4 separate regions of the Mus musculus genome follow, and all the other regions are linked to region 3. Evidence: chromatin contacts called from public Hi-C and HiChIP or PLAC-seq data. All regions are on one chromosome and are shown on one strand. The core of a region is the stretch at or near the end of the contact, and the rest is flanking DNA. Distances in the headings are between cores, read along the strand shown. Region 1 has its middle 15 kb from the start of 4933435C09Rik. Region 2 overlaps Rad51b (RAD51 paralog B). Region 3 overlaps Rad51b (RAD51 paralog B). Region 4 overlaps Gm46361 (a long non-coding RNA gene).

What was found. A called contact is a pair of places that touch in the nucleus more often than the background predicts. HiChIP or PLAC-seq counts read pairs in DNA pulled down with a chosen protein or histone mark.
Region 1: a FOXA1 HiChIP or PLAC-seq map of pancreatic cancer cells shows a contact between it and region 3. The contact joins two enhancer-like sites. A contact is called at or near these places in 1 of 15 datasets of contacts at CTCF or cohesin (the NIH/3T3 cell line) and 6 of 115 datasets of contacts at active chromatin or transcription factors (bone marrow-derived dendritic cells, bone marrow-derived macrophages, embryonic basal ganglia and 3 more).
Region 2: a Hi-C map of liver shows a contact between it and region 3, with 3 times the contacts expected there. The contact joins two enhancer-like sites. A contact is called at or near these places in 2 of 15 datasets of contacts at CTCF or cohesin (the NIH/3T3 cell line and large pre-B cells), 4 of 484 Hi-C or Micro-C datasets (3T3-L1-derived adipocytes, bone marrow-derived macrophages, embryonic fibroblasts and 1 more) and 8 of 115 datasets of contacts at active chromatin or transcription factors (DN3 thymocytes, bone marrow-derived dendritic cells, neural progenitor cells and 5 more).
Region 4: a contact with region 3 is called in a FOXA1 HiChIP or PLAC-seq map of pancreatic cancer cells. The contact joins two enhancer-like sites. A contact is called at or near these places in 3 of 484 Hi-C or Micro-C datasets (bone marrow-derived dendritic cells, bone marrow-derived macrophages and cerebral cortex) and 3 of 115 datasets of contacts at active chromatin or transcription factors (bone marrow-derived dendritic cells, embryonic stem cells and pancreatic cancer cells).

What each region holds. Positions count from the first base shown.
Region 1 is chr12:79,949,514-79,952,679 of GRCm38.p6, reverse strand. No RefSeq gene overlaps it. Among named protein-coding and RNA genes, the nearest start is that of 4933435C09Rik, 15 kb to the right of the region's middle. Within about 2 kb of position 1,754, at least 71 of the 459 cell types and tissues checked have an H3K27ac peak or open chromatin away from gene starts, as enhancers often do. A contact at or near this core is called in pancreatic cancer cells, where this site is marked.
Region 2 is chr12:79,353,197-79,356,056 of GRCm38.p6, reverse strand. All of the region lies in intron 7 of Rad51b (RAD51 paralog B), which reads right to left. Among named protein-coding and RNA genes, the nearest start is that of Rad51b, 57 kb to the right of the region's middle. Within about 2 kb of position 1,301, at least 56 of the 459 cell types and tissues checked have an H3K27ac peak or open chromatin away from gene starts, as enhancers often do. A contact at or near this core is called in liver, where this site is marked.
Region 3 is chr12:79,641,036-79,644,203 of GRCm38.p6, reverse strand. The region is part of intron 7 of Rad51b (RAD51 paralog B); the gene reads right to left. Among named protein-coding and RNA genes, the nearest start is that of Gm36048, 160 kb to the left of the region's middle. Within about 2 kb of position 1,428, at least 74 of the 459 cell types and tissues checked have an H3K27ac peak or open chromatin away from gene starts, as enhancers often do. A contact at or near this core is called in bone marrow-derived macrophages, liver and pancreatic cancer cells, where this site is marked.
Region 4 is chr12:79,903,606-79,906,788 of GRCm38.p6, reverse strand. It overlaps Gm46361 (a long non-coding RNA gene), which reads right to left. Exons shown (of 2, transcript XR_001780641.1): 2 at 2,207-2,964. Among named protein-coding and RNA genes, the nearest start is that of Gm51985, 5.3 kb to the left of the region's middle. Within about 2 kb of position 1,773, at least 114 of the 459 cell types and tissues checked have an H3K27ac peak or open chromatin away from gene starts, as enhancers often do. A contact at or near this core is called in bone marrow-derived macrophages and pancreatic cancer cells, where this site is marked.

The sequences.
Region 1 (3,166 bases), core at 505-3,004, 310 kb before region 3:
TGCTTGAGTTCCAGTCCTGACTTCCTTGGTGATGAACAGCAGTATGGAAGTATAAGCTGAATAAACCCTTTCCTCCCCAACTTGCTTCTTGGTCATGGTGTTTGTGCAGGAATAGAAACCCTGACTAAGACAGAGCCCTTGCCTAGCATGTGTGAGGACCTAGGTTAAGTTCCCAGCCCTGCAAAGAAAAAAAAGACTACTTACATTTATTCTTTTAATTTTAAATTGATATTTTTAAATTGAATGAAATTGAAATTGAAATTGAAATTTAATCACCAGATAATTAAAAGTAAATTAAATTAGAAGTAAAACCAGGAATATGTTTAGGAAAAATATCCAGATATTTTCAAGATAAGTGAAGAAAATGCAAGGATACTTTAGAATTTTTGTTTTGAACTGATGGAATTAATAAGATATAATTTGTGTGTGTGTGTGTGTGTGTGTGTGTGTGTGTGTGTCTGTGTCTGTGTCTGTGTATGAGACAGGGTCTCACTAGTAGCTCTGGCTGTTCTGAATCTCACTCTGTAGACCAGGTTGGCCTCTAACTCACCCACCTCTGCCTTCTGTGTGCCTCCATGCCCAGCGTAAGACATAATTTTAAACTATGAAACTCTCTGTTTTCACTTATTCACCATGTTGTACAGCAATCACCAGTGCCTAGAACATTCCCAGTACCTATGCCTATTAGCAGCAGGTAGTTCCTGCTTCTTCTTCCTACAATCCCCTAGAGATCATTACCCTACCACAGGCAGGTCAGCTTTGTCCTAAGCTCTGTCTGTGCTCTAGACCCATACATTCCCAAAATGTTCATTTTGTTTTGAGACAGGGTTCACTTTGTAGTCCTAACTGGCATGGGACTCACTATGGAGCCCACACTAGCCTTGAACTCACAGATCTGCCTGCCTCTGCGTCTCATCCAGACCCTTCCCCAAATGTTCATTTGCTGCAATAATTTACTGCACTGTCTGTAGTCCCCACCTCCCTGTGTCCTATGAATAAGGATGTGTAGGCAGCTCTGCCTGTCTGCGTTGCTGGTAACCACACTCGTGGGATTTTCCACCATCCGAGCTAAATATGTGTGTGCCGTTTTCTCCCGCTAATCTGTGCTGACAGTTCACTCCAGTGACCCTTGAGAGGGCAAAGGGCGAAGGGAATATGTTTTCCTTCTCCCCTACATTACTAAAACCTACTGGACCATATGCTTTAAAATAGTAAATTTTAATCACGTGAGTTACAACTCAACTTAAAAATATAAGGATCTGATAGAAGTGACTTTGTGTCCCACCCACATCTGGCCTGATTCAGGTTGACCTTCCTGCCAAGTTGAATCTCTTTTCTCAAGAGTCCACACTCAAGGACATCTGTCTGGTTCTCAGCATGGTTCCTGCAGGCTTCCTCCACGACCCGTGGCGGAGACTTGAGCTTTGTGTTTTAGCAGCCATGGTTATTTTCCTATGGTATTATTTCTTTACTGTCTATTGCTAACTTGCTCCATAACCAGGCTCGGTTAAAAGGATAAAGGATGATGGAAAAGTGCTTTGCAACTTCCAGAAAGCATTTCCAGACTCGATTGATCTTGATCTGGCCGTACAATGACAGTCTCTAAGGCTCAGGTCCCCAAAATAGAGTCTCGCTTAGAACAACTAAGTTGTGTGTTTGAACAGGTTATGGAGAGATGGCCTCTTACCCACAGCCTACAAGGACATTACGAAGGGCCATAGGCTTTTAATGAGTAACTTCCAATGAAAGGCTTCGATTAGTCTGTGTTGTACACAATTACCTCAGTTATTAGTCATGGGGAGGATCCAGGGGTTACGTGGCTTGGCCTCATGTGCTCCCCACTTTTATCATGCTGTCTGCGAATCCATTTTCTCCAGCAGGGATGTGTGGACATTCCTCTCTTTGGAGTCAGGGTCTGAGTCACATGACTGCCTTTTGCCAGCTGTGCTGTGATCAGAACTGAGTTCCCTGGTCCTCCTGCCCTTCCTTCTTTCCTCCTTCCCTTCCTTCTTTCCTCCCTTCTTTTTTTTTTTTTACCTCTTCCTTTTCTTCTTCTTTCTATCTCAGCTTCCCCTCACCCCAGCCCAATTTTGGTAAAATATAAATAACTTAAAATAGATGATTTGGGGCTGTGTGTGTGCACATATGTATATATGGTATATGAATGATACATGTATGTATTATGTATGTATGTGTATGACGTATGTATTGCGTGTATGTGTATGATGTATCCATGTATGTATGATGAATGCATGTATGTGGACAGGGAACAACCTTGGGTGCTGTTTCTCAGGAGCCATCGCCCTGCTTGAGAAGTCTTACTGGTGTGGAACTCATCGGTAGCCTAGGCTAGGGAGCCCTAGGGATTTCCCTGCTTCTCTCTTCTAGGAGCTGATATTACAAGCACAAGCCACTGAGCCTGACTTTTTTAACTTGAGTTTTGGGGGTCTGATCTCAGGTCTTCACGCTTACATTAGCAGTGCTTTACCAAATGAGCCATCTCCTTGGCCTGTATTCCAGCCAATTTAAAACATGCAATTCTGTGGCCTTAAGTACATTCACACCTATTTGTAACCAACACCACCATCTGTCTCCAAAACTTTTTCATCTTGAAAAACATGAAACTCTGTTCCCACAAACCGATGATTTTCTCCCAACACGTAGCAGCCACAATTATACTTCCTATTTATGAATTTAATTAAGATACATACCTCTTATAAGAGGAGCCACATGACATCGGTGCTTTTCTCCCTCTCTCTCCACAACTGCAATCAAAGGGTCACATATCCCCTAGGCAAGTAAGTGCTCTACCACAGGACTCTATAATACATATTATATCACATGCACTATGTATATTATATAGTACTATCATACTATTGAAGCATACGCATGTGAATATATGTGTACTTTCCCCCACCCCCTTTTCACTTCTGCTAAATTGTCCAGGCTAGCTTTGAACTTGAGATTGTCCTGCCTCAGTCTCTTGAGCAGGTCTAGAGACCTGTGCTGCCAGGCCTGGCCTGCTTGCTTTTCTTGACAGCAAGGAGTCATGTGGCCCTGGAGCTGACCCCTCCAGGAACTTGATATGTTAACCAGGCCAGGAGGAGGGATAGGAGAGTCTCAAACACACACACACACACACACACACACACACACACACACACAC
Region 2 (2,860 bases), core at 52-2,551, 290 kb after region 3:
CAAAAGAAACAGCTCCCAGATGAGCAGTTCACCCAATCACTCAAACCTCCTCGGACTCTGCTGGGTCCCAAACTACAACACAACTGTGACCCTTCCTCTCCAATTATTCATTTCTTTAAAGTTGTATGAGAGACCACTATTAAACACACTTGAAAATTCTGTATGAATTATAACCAGTAGGTCCAATTACTTTATTAGATTTTTCTTCTCTTTAATACATTGAAAGAAGGGAAAAGCAAACAGCCCTTATATAGAAAGTAAAGATCCAAACAGCTTTCCACCCAAATGATGGACAACACATTGCCCTCTTTCATTCAAGGGCCAGTCCATTTGAAGCTTTACTCTGCCTTCCCAGCTTGCATCTGCATTACAGAATTCATGCAGATACTAAAGGAAACCAGGCTGAGGGACAAAGAAGCAACCCTATCCACTGTCCGTATGCAATCTCACTCAGAGCAGCAACATTCTATACGCTCTTCTCACCTGCCCTATTCTAGCAGACCCCTACCCAAAACCTGGCACTGGAGCAACCACATCACATTTACCCTGTTTTAAATGACAACCTCCTGTGTGAGATCATAAAAAGGATAAAGTCAGCAGACACGACGGACACCACCATCACCTCCATCGCCCTCAACCCTCACACACAGCCTGAGATGGTCTCGGGGTCACTGTAGTTCTGGATGCATGAACTGAGGGAGGAGCAGAAGATCAATGAGAGACCCTAAAAAGTCTCATAAGGTGCAGTGGATTAGCAGGCAGGGCAGCCGTGAGCAGAACTCAGTTTGCCTATCTTGCCCCATACAAAATCAAGTCAAAACACTCCCCTTAAAGAACCAAATTTGCCAAAGACGTTTAGACTTCATGTCTAGCAGCACACGGACTGCATGGGAGGGTGTCGGGTAATTTATAGTCCACCAATCTACTCAGGCCACCAGTGAACCACACAGCTGAAAAAGTTCACCACGTCCAAAGTCAAACTCTGCGGGGATCAGAAGGGTACTCCTGAGGGGCTGCACTCGGACCTCATTATAACTCCGTGTTATTTTAATACTATTCCTTGGATTTTGCCCCACACACAATTCCCAAGTCACAGAAAGACCATGAACAGTGTCCAGATGTATAAAATGCAAAAATACTTTCCTCCTACATGTGGACTCCAAGATAAACACCACAAGAAGCACGTGTGACTCAACTTGGAGCTCGTTCCAAATTAAATACTGCATCATGTGCACAGTGTATGGCTTAAAAAACAAAACCCCACGAATATCCTCCACGGTTCACAAGCCAGGCTTGGGCAAGCACATGACCACACTGGAAGATGGAAACATGAATTGGAGAGCCGGGGTAAAGGGTGAGAACAGCCTCAGTCGGGACCTTTCCCAGAAAACTGTTGCTATTTTCAGGGAACATTGGTATAACATGGGACACAGATGAAAGGGGAAATCATAGTTTTCTGTTTGGTTGGGGGTTTATCCCACATACACACACTGATGACCCTGAATTCTAAAACGGCAAAGAGTTTAAAAGCCCTAAGTAAGCAAGCACAAACATCATTAAATACAGATATGCATGCACTGACTGAGGTAATGAATACTTAAATGTCGGGGGCCAGACCAGCTAGAACGCTTTTGACCTGGACAATGGGTCTGAGTGGAGTAATGGAAACCTGGGGCAGACACGGGACACAGACCGTGGGAAAGGTCTCTACCTCACTGGTGTTGTGTTTCCCAGATGACAACTCTCTCTTTCTTAATCTATCTCTTTCCACTCCTCACACTTACGGTTTTATTAACATGTTTCCTTCATTTGACTGTAACTTGGCTTCAAGAAAGTTACAGTAAAAAAGTGAATGGCTGAATAAAGTGGGAATGTAAGAGATGATAGTTTGGCTAAGCCAGCATCTCCAGTGCTTTCTCCTGCAACTTAACATAAGCAAAAGTTCTAAAACGATTCAAGTTGGAATATATTTAACCAGCAAAACACCATGACTTTAAAAAATAAAAATAAAACATTTGATAAATGCAAAAGAATACACACACACACACACACACACACACACACACACTGTGTAGGTTACAAGGCATGGCTATGAAATGCGTGCCTATGAACCTGCCAACTACTCTTTTAATTAGCACTTTTTCTGTCTAGAAAGCTATTAATGTAACTCAGTGGCATGCCAGGACCCTAGAGATAATTCCCAGCAATAAGAAAGGAAGATGGGGGGTGGGTGGAATATCTCTAATCTGATAATTTGCTGTGGACTAAAATTTTACATCTCTCCCAAAATTCTCTGTTGAAACCCTAATCTACAGAGTGATGGTATCTGTCTATGAAGCTTTGACAGTGCCTGGCTAGATTAGGTCTTGAAGGTGTAAATAACCATGCTGGAGACAGACACACCAAAGCACAATCACCAAGAAGTGACCTTCACCAAGCAAACAACACTGTCAGACGCTGGTCTCACACATTCAGTGACTAGAACATGCTGACGTGAATGTTGCTGCTTTCTACACAGCTGCTGCACTCCAGTAGCCCCAGAAGACGAGACACAACGGGGGCAGTAGAAGCCATCTTCCCACCAGGCAGCTGCCCGGTTGTCATCAGTATTCTGAATTTATGCCTTTTTATTAAAAAATTTCACTTTTGCCATTTAAAAAAATTTTTTGGTTTTATCCACAGCTACTGAGATTTCTTTTAAGGAATTTAGTATTCCTCTTATATTGTCAGTCTTGTGTCTGATAAGGGATTTTACACGGCATCTGTACTACAGACACACAACTATTTTACCATTTCTAAAGCTTATTTCCCAGGGCAATGTGACCCGTATCACATGCAGGGTACAGACATGTACCTAAAA
Region 3 (3,168 bases), core at 179-2,678:
TAATCAATGAGTTCCAGGTTCACAAAATAAGGTGGAAGCAGTGATGCCTATGAACTGCAACAATGATCAGCATGGTATGATATACCTAAAGGTGTAACAGTGGCAACCAACAGATGCCTAATTGGACTTAAGTCCTGCTCAACAGGAGGGAAATCATGTCTAGCACAGGAAATCTACTTAACTTCATAGGACTAGTGAGGTCATAGATCTTAGAAGGGAACCCACCCTTACCCATTTACTGGACCAGCATAATTTCAAACTGTGTTCTAAATATATATTCTTTAAATGCAGATAAGTCAATCTCTTACTTCTTGTCAAAAAAAAAAAATCCTATCTCTTTGAAGCAGACAGAGACCATCACAGAAAATCACAACCAGTCAAATTATAGAGAATAACTGATCATGGGATGCCTGGCACCAGTGGATATGTCAATAACACAGCTCTTTCACATAAGGTTAAGGAACATTGCAGAAGAGAGGGCAGAAAGAATGTAAGAGCCAGAGGACCAGGAAGTCTGCAGGGAGATCATGTCTCTTGGAAATGACAGGGAAGCTATATCCAGGATACTGAAGTAACACGGATACCTGATCAAGACCCAAACAATGGCAAGAGTAACAGAGAAAAGGGAAATATCATGGGGCACCAACTCCTAGACAAAGAACTACAGGCAACTAATGACTGCTGAGAGAAGAATTAGTCTTCCCCAGGGATGAACTAATTAATTGTGTAATAGCAAGTGGTCAGACTTTAAATAATACACATACAAGCAACACTGAACACACACAGCAATTTAAACATATATACGTATATACATATATGTGTGTGTGTATAGAATACAATATATAAATATAAACACAATGACAATCAAAGAAAAGGAGGCCATGAGTTTGAGAGGGGGTAAAATGGGGAGGGAGGAGAACAGAAGAGGGGTTGGAGAGAGGAAAGGGAAGGGGAGAAATGAGTTAATTATATCTTAATTATAATTTTAAAGACAACATGGGAAGTGATAGAGGAAGACACTGGGCATTAACCTCTGGCTTCCACATATCCACAAAATCATATAATATCCACGCACATTAGAGAGGAGATGATTCTAAAACAAGATGTTTAAGAATAAAACAAACTTTCAATAGGAAGGCAAGGAATGAGCCAACAGTTAGTAGGCTACTCAGTAGACTGAAAAGGTTGAGTTTGCAGGCTGGGGAGGAACCATGCACTGGTAGGTGTGGGCAAGGGAAAGGACACAGATTCTTGGATTCTTCTTCTGTCCTGGCCACTAACCACGCTACTAATGCTTTCACTTCTGCTAAACTGTGATGACAAGAGTTTCCGAAGAAAAAGCTGCTACATAAGCGCAGACAGACAGACAGACAGCGAGCCGGTTAAGTGTGCTGCAATTACACACAGAATTGGGATCTGTAATAGGAGTTCATGACAGGGGCCAATTCCATGTGGACATTTGTCTTTCCAGTTTTACTTGGACCTGTAGAGAGTAGCTCACTCAGGGTCTACTGAGCCATTTGAATTTGTTCTTGTTTTCCTACTTTAAGTGGTATTTGTATTTTTCAGACCACTTACTATATATACAGTAGCAATGCAAAATAATAAAAGATTGATTCTTGATATGTTTGGAAATCAAGAAGTATTATATTAGTGCCTTTGCTTCCTGTTGGGCACCTGGCCTTATGGGGAAAACTCAGCTGGGTGGGGACAACAGAGGCAGAGGTTTGTCCTTGGTTTTTTAATTCATTCATATCAAAATGCCAGTGGTGGGTTACAGCTGTTTTCTTTTATGGCATTCCACCACTCCTTTAAAGAAAAGTCCCAGAGAACCTGTAAGTACTGACTGTCCATTTCCACTTAGCTGATGTCTCATGGAATTCCAAATCCTGGTGTGGGGAGCAAGCCCTGCAGTTGACTTCCTGGAAGGGCTTCCCACTGAGAAGAGATGTCATGCTTCTTTCTCCCTCCCCAACACCCCTTCCTGTGGACTCCTGCCCTCCGGTGGGCGGGCGGCAGGCAGGACCACAGTGAAATCACTAAATCGGCCTGTTGGGCTAGTGAATCCGGGTGAGTGAGTGAGTCAATTCTCTTTAACTCTGTGGTCTCAACTTCTTGTTAGCTTATTGCAAAATTAAAGGGCACATGGAGAGCAGAACCATCAATCAGTAACCAGCAGAGGAACGAGCTCTTTGTGGAATGCACTAAAAACAGGAAAGATGAAGAAAAAAAAAAATGAAAAGGAACCTTATGAAATGATCATTTCTTAGGAGAACAGAGAGAAAATTCCCCTGCGCACATGCAGCATTATTTAGGAAAAGTCTTATTGAAGGTTTCCTATCTCACCAGGGGAGCAAGCACAGGAATGCAAACAAAATCCCTCAAATGAGCTGCCCTTTATTAGAGCTATTTGTGTGTGTGTGTGTGTGTTTTGCTGTATTCCACAGGCATAGTAGATATGGGCCAAGGGGCTGGGACAGTGACTCAGCAGACCCAAGACCAGGGGAAGGGAAAGAGAAGCCATTATTGTTTATTATCAGACAAACAAACAACAATCACTGGTTTCTACAGGCTCTGCTCAAAGCTGACCTTCCCCCCAGCACATCTTAATTCAGAGCTAAAGTTTTTGAGGCCATGCCTTTTTTAGAATACCTAGCAAATACTATTTGATGAGGACAAACCCTGAAAAGGCTGGAGAAGAAAACTAATATTTACAGAGTGCCAATCACCATGCGCAGTGTCTTGTTTAAATAACCCTCTTAAGGGACTCAGGGTATAGCTCAGAGAAAAAGTGCATGCCTGGGACACACAGGCCCTGGTGTAAACCATGACATTGCAATAAATAAATAACTTTCTATAATAGCCATCACAGCTCTGTGATGTAGATGACATTATCTCCCTATTTTATAGATTAAAAAAAATACTGAGCAACTGGGTTGAAGAAATAGCTCAATCAGTAAATTAAGATCTAATTCAACCTTCACATCCACATAAAAAGCCCCATGTGATGGTGCCCACTTGTAATCCCAGCCCCCGGGGAAGTAGAGATCCACAGGCCCCTAAGGTTTGCTGGCCAGCCAATTTAGCCTAATTGATAAGCCATAGGTCCCAGCAAGAGACTCTGTCTCAAAACACAAGATGGGCATCTCCTAAGGAAAGACACTCAAG
Region 4 (3,183 bases), core at 524-3,023, 260 kb before region 3:
CAGGAGTGCATGGTTTCTGATTGGATATGGCTTCTTGCCCACCATCGTGTTCTCCTTGAGAAATGTCCACCTAGGAGAGAGACCTTGTTCTCAGACCCATAATCTGCCTTGTTCTCAAGGTTTTCCACTTCAGCTGCAACCCAACCTGACAATCAAGAGCATTCCAGGCCTGAAATCCAGCCCTATCCTGGTATCTTGAGAAGGTGCTTTGTGGTGGTTGTGGTCGGCCGTGTGGGGAGACAGTGGGATTTCCACCCATTCTGAGGTTAAGGCTGCTGGGTGCTGACCGTGGGAAGCTGACAGACTCTGTGGCAGTAAGGGCTGAAAATACTTCCCCAACCCACACCACCCTCAAGCCTTTAGGAAAGGGAGCAGATCCCACTCGGCCTTGCAGGCCTGAGCTGCAACACCAGGCTCAGCAGGCTCTGTTACCAGAAAGTGCTAACAGGGGCAGCCCAGGCCTCTGTGAGAGACCTCCCTTGAAAGGATCCTGGCCAGTCCTCTGGCCAATACCCACTGAGAGGCAGAGAACAACCACGAAGGAAGAAATGAGAAGCCTGAAGGTTTATAGGGAGGCTATTTGGCCCTACCCAGCCTCTCTGTGGGCTCTCTCAGCCACTATCCATAGAGCTTGAGGTTTAAAGAATGCAGGGAAGAGAGAACAGGCCCCAAACTGATTAGGACCCAACTTTCCAAACAGACACAGGTCACCCTCTTCCTGCCCCAAACACCAGGCAGAGCAAATGCTATTAATAACTGCAGCCTCTCTCCAGGCCACGAGGGCTGAGCCTGCTCCTCCAACTCGGCCAGCTGTTCTGAAACAGGTTTGGGAAAGTAATCTTTGGCACGTAATGAAAAGGGTGTGTAAGGGAGGGGGGTGCCCAAGAGTTCTCTATCAGGGCCAATATTATTTTTAATTGCCGAGAATCAGCCTGTGGCCGTTACTCAAGGCTGCAGAGACCGGGTTTGCCAGGGATCGGAAACCAACTTCAAGAGGAGTTGAAAAGCTCATTCCAAAGACTGTTCATTACTGAGCTGTGGCTTCTTGTGGAAAATCAGGTTATGTCTTGACGTTTGTACAATCCATTCTCCATGCCACCTCTCTCCCCCCTGTATCCCGCCGAGAGAGTGAGCGAGCAGTGAATTTGAGTTATCTGGGAATTTTAGTGTCTGACCCCCCCCCACAACCTCCACCCCACCCAAAGCATGACCGATGGCCCATTTTTCAAGCCAAATCTTGCCCCATGTAGGCAGCTGTCATGGAACCACAGAAAGTACTTGAAGGAGCACAAGCAATGGCTGGTTCTAATCTGGAGGGGGAAGAATATGAATTAACAAGGCAGTTCCTTATGGAAGAATGTTTTCTTTTCTTCAGCCTCAGCCTGCATATTTTCACAACATGTGTACTCTGTTACCTTGTCACTTCCCTGTTTTCTTTGGGTAAATAACTGGGCTCTGGACTTCAGGAAGAAAGAAAGAAACCCAGCCCAGGAGTGTCACTAAGGCAGGCCTGGCTAGCTGAACTAGCAGGGAGGAAGGAGTCTGTGCTGAGGGCCAAGGCAGCTTGTGCAGACTCAGTCTGGCCGGCCTAGCAGGGGCTGTTCACTGATCTCTACAGGTACTGGTGTGGGAGTGAGAGACCCGGGCACTGAACTGCCCAGCTGGGCCCTGTGCTTGGCAGACCTCAAGGCTGCAGGAAGTAAACAACTCTCCTTAGCTGAGTCAACTGTGAAGGCCTCTCTGAACCCAGCAGAGTCAACAAGGCTCACAAAGGCTCTTCTGCCAACTCTGCCCTTCCACTGGCCAGTGAGGCAGCAGGGATGAGAGAGGCCACTCTTGTGGTTCCCAGCAGTGAACCAGGGAGGAACTGGCAGGAGCCAGGGCCTTCTGTGGAACATGGGATAGGCTCTTCCTCCAGATCGAGAAAGTGTTTGGATGTGTTGGTGATGGAGTCCCGTGCAGATGTCCAAAGGCTTCTGTTCTTGTCTTCCAGGGATGCTGGGCTTTTCACTTGAACATTCCCCTGTGGTGTCTGTCACCTACTCCAGAAGAGGTAGAAAATAAATAAATAAATAAATAAATAAATAACCACTGGGCCACTAACTGGATGTCTTTCAAAGTTGCACTATTAAAGAAGGCATGAGATGATCCGTTGTGGGTTCCTTTAATGAGTGAAGATCTTTTCATTATAGAGCAGCAATGACTCTTTTTGATTTTGATTACATTTTTATTTCTTCATCTGTGCACGTGTGGGCACACATATAGGCGGTGGTCAGGAGACAGCTTGCAGAAGTCAGTTCACTCCTTCCACCACTGGGTCCCAGTGAGTCAAAGTTGGGGTGGTCAGGCTTTGTGCAAACCCCTAATCCACCCAGCTACTTCACCAGCTGAGTAACAGCAACTCTTACTTACTCAGCTCTTCACCACTGATAGTCAGAGAAGAAAATCAGAATTAGAAATGATGGATGACTCACGCCTATAATTGCAACACTTGGGTGACTGAGGCAGGAGAATTATGACTTTCAATCCGACCTGGGGTACATAGCAAGGTCTTGTGTTCCCCCCGCAAAAAATTAAACAGAATATAGAACCAATAAAATAATACTATCTTATTGCTCTTGATATTATATAGCATGTAAAAGAAGTTAAGTTTGCCATGTGTCACAGCATGCTTGCAGGAGAAACTGAGGCATACCTATTCAGAGACTGAGACTCTCATAAAGTCCAACAGTGGGCTTGGGAAAGGAAGGGTTAACTGGCTGTTGTCTGGGTGGCTGCATACCTATGTTTCTTTTTTTTTTCCATCTGCTCAGGAGCCTTTGATTCCAACCTTGAAATTCCCTGTCTCACCTTGTAGATCACACAGCCCTCCAGCCTTCCTGGGACAGATCTTTGGAACTTTAAAGTTGAATTTTCGGTTGCAAAGGTCTGGTCCTCATCTGCTGAGCACCTCTTTATATATCCCTGGAGTGAGGCAAATGTCCACAGGAGGGGTCACTTTGATGCTCAGGATGATCAGGATGGTGACTTTGGAAGCCATGCCTATCCTAAATTGCAGACTGCAAGGGCTTGTGGAAAAAAAGGAGACAGAGAGACAGGGGGAAGCAGAGACACAGAGAGAGACATCAGAGAGAGTGAGAGACATAGAAAGACACAGAGATAGACAGTCAGACAGACAGAAAG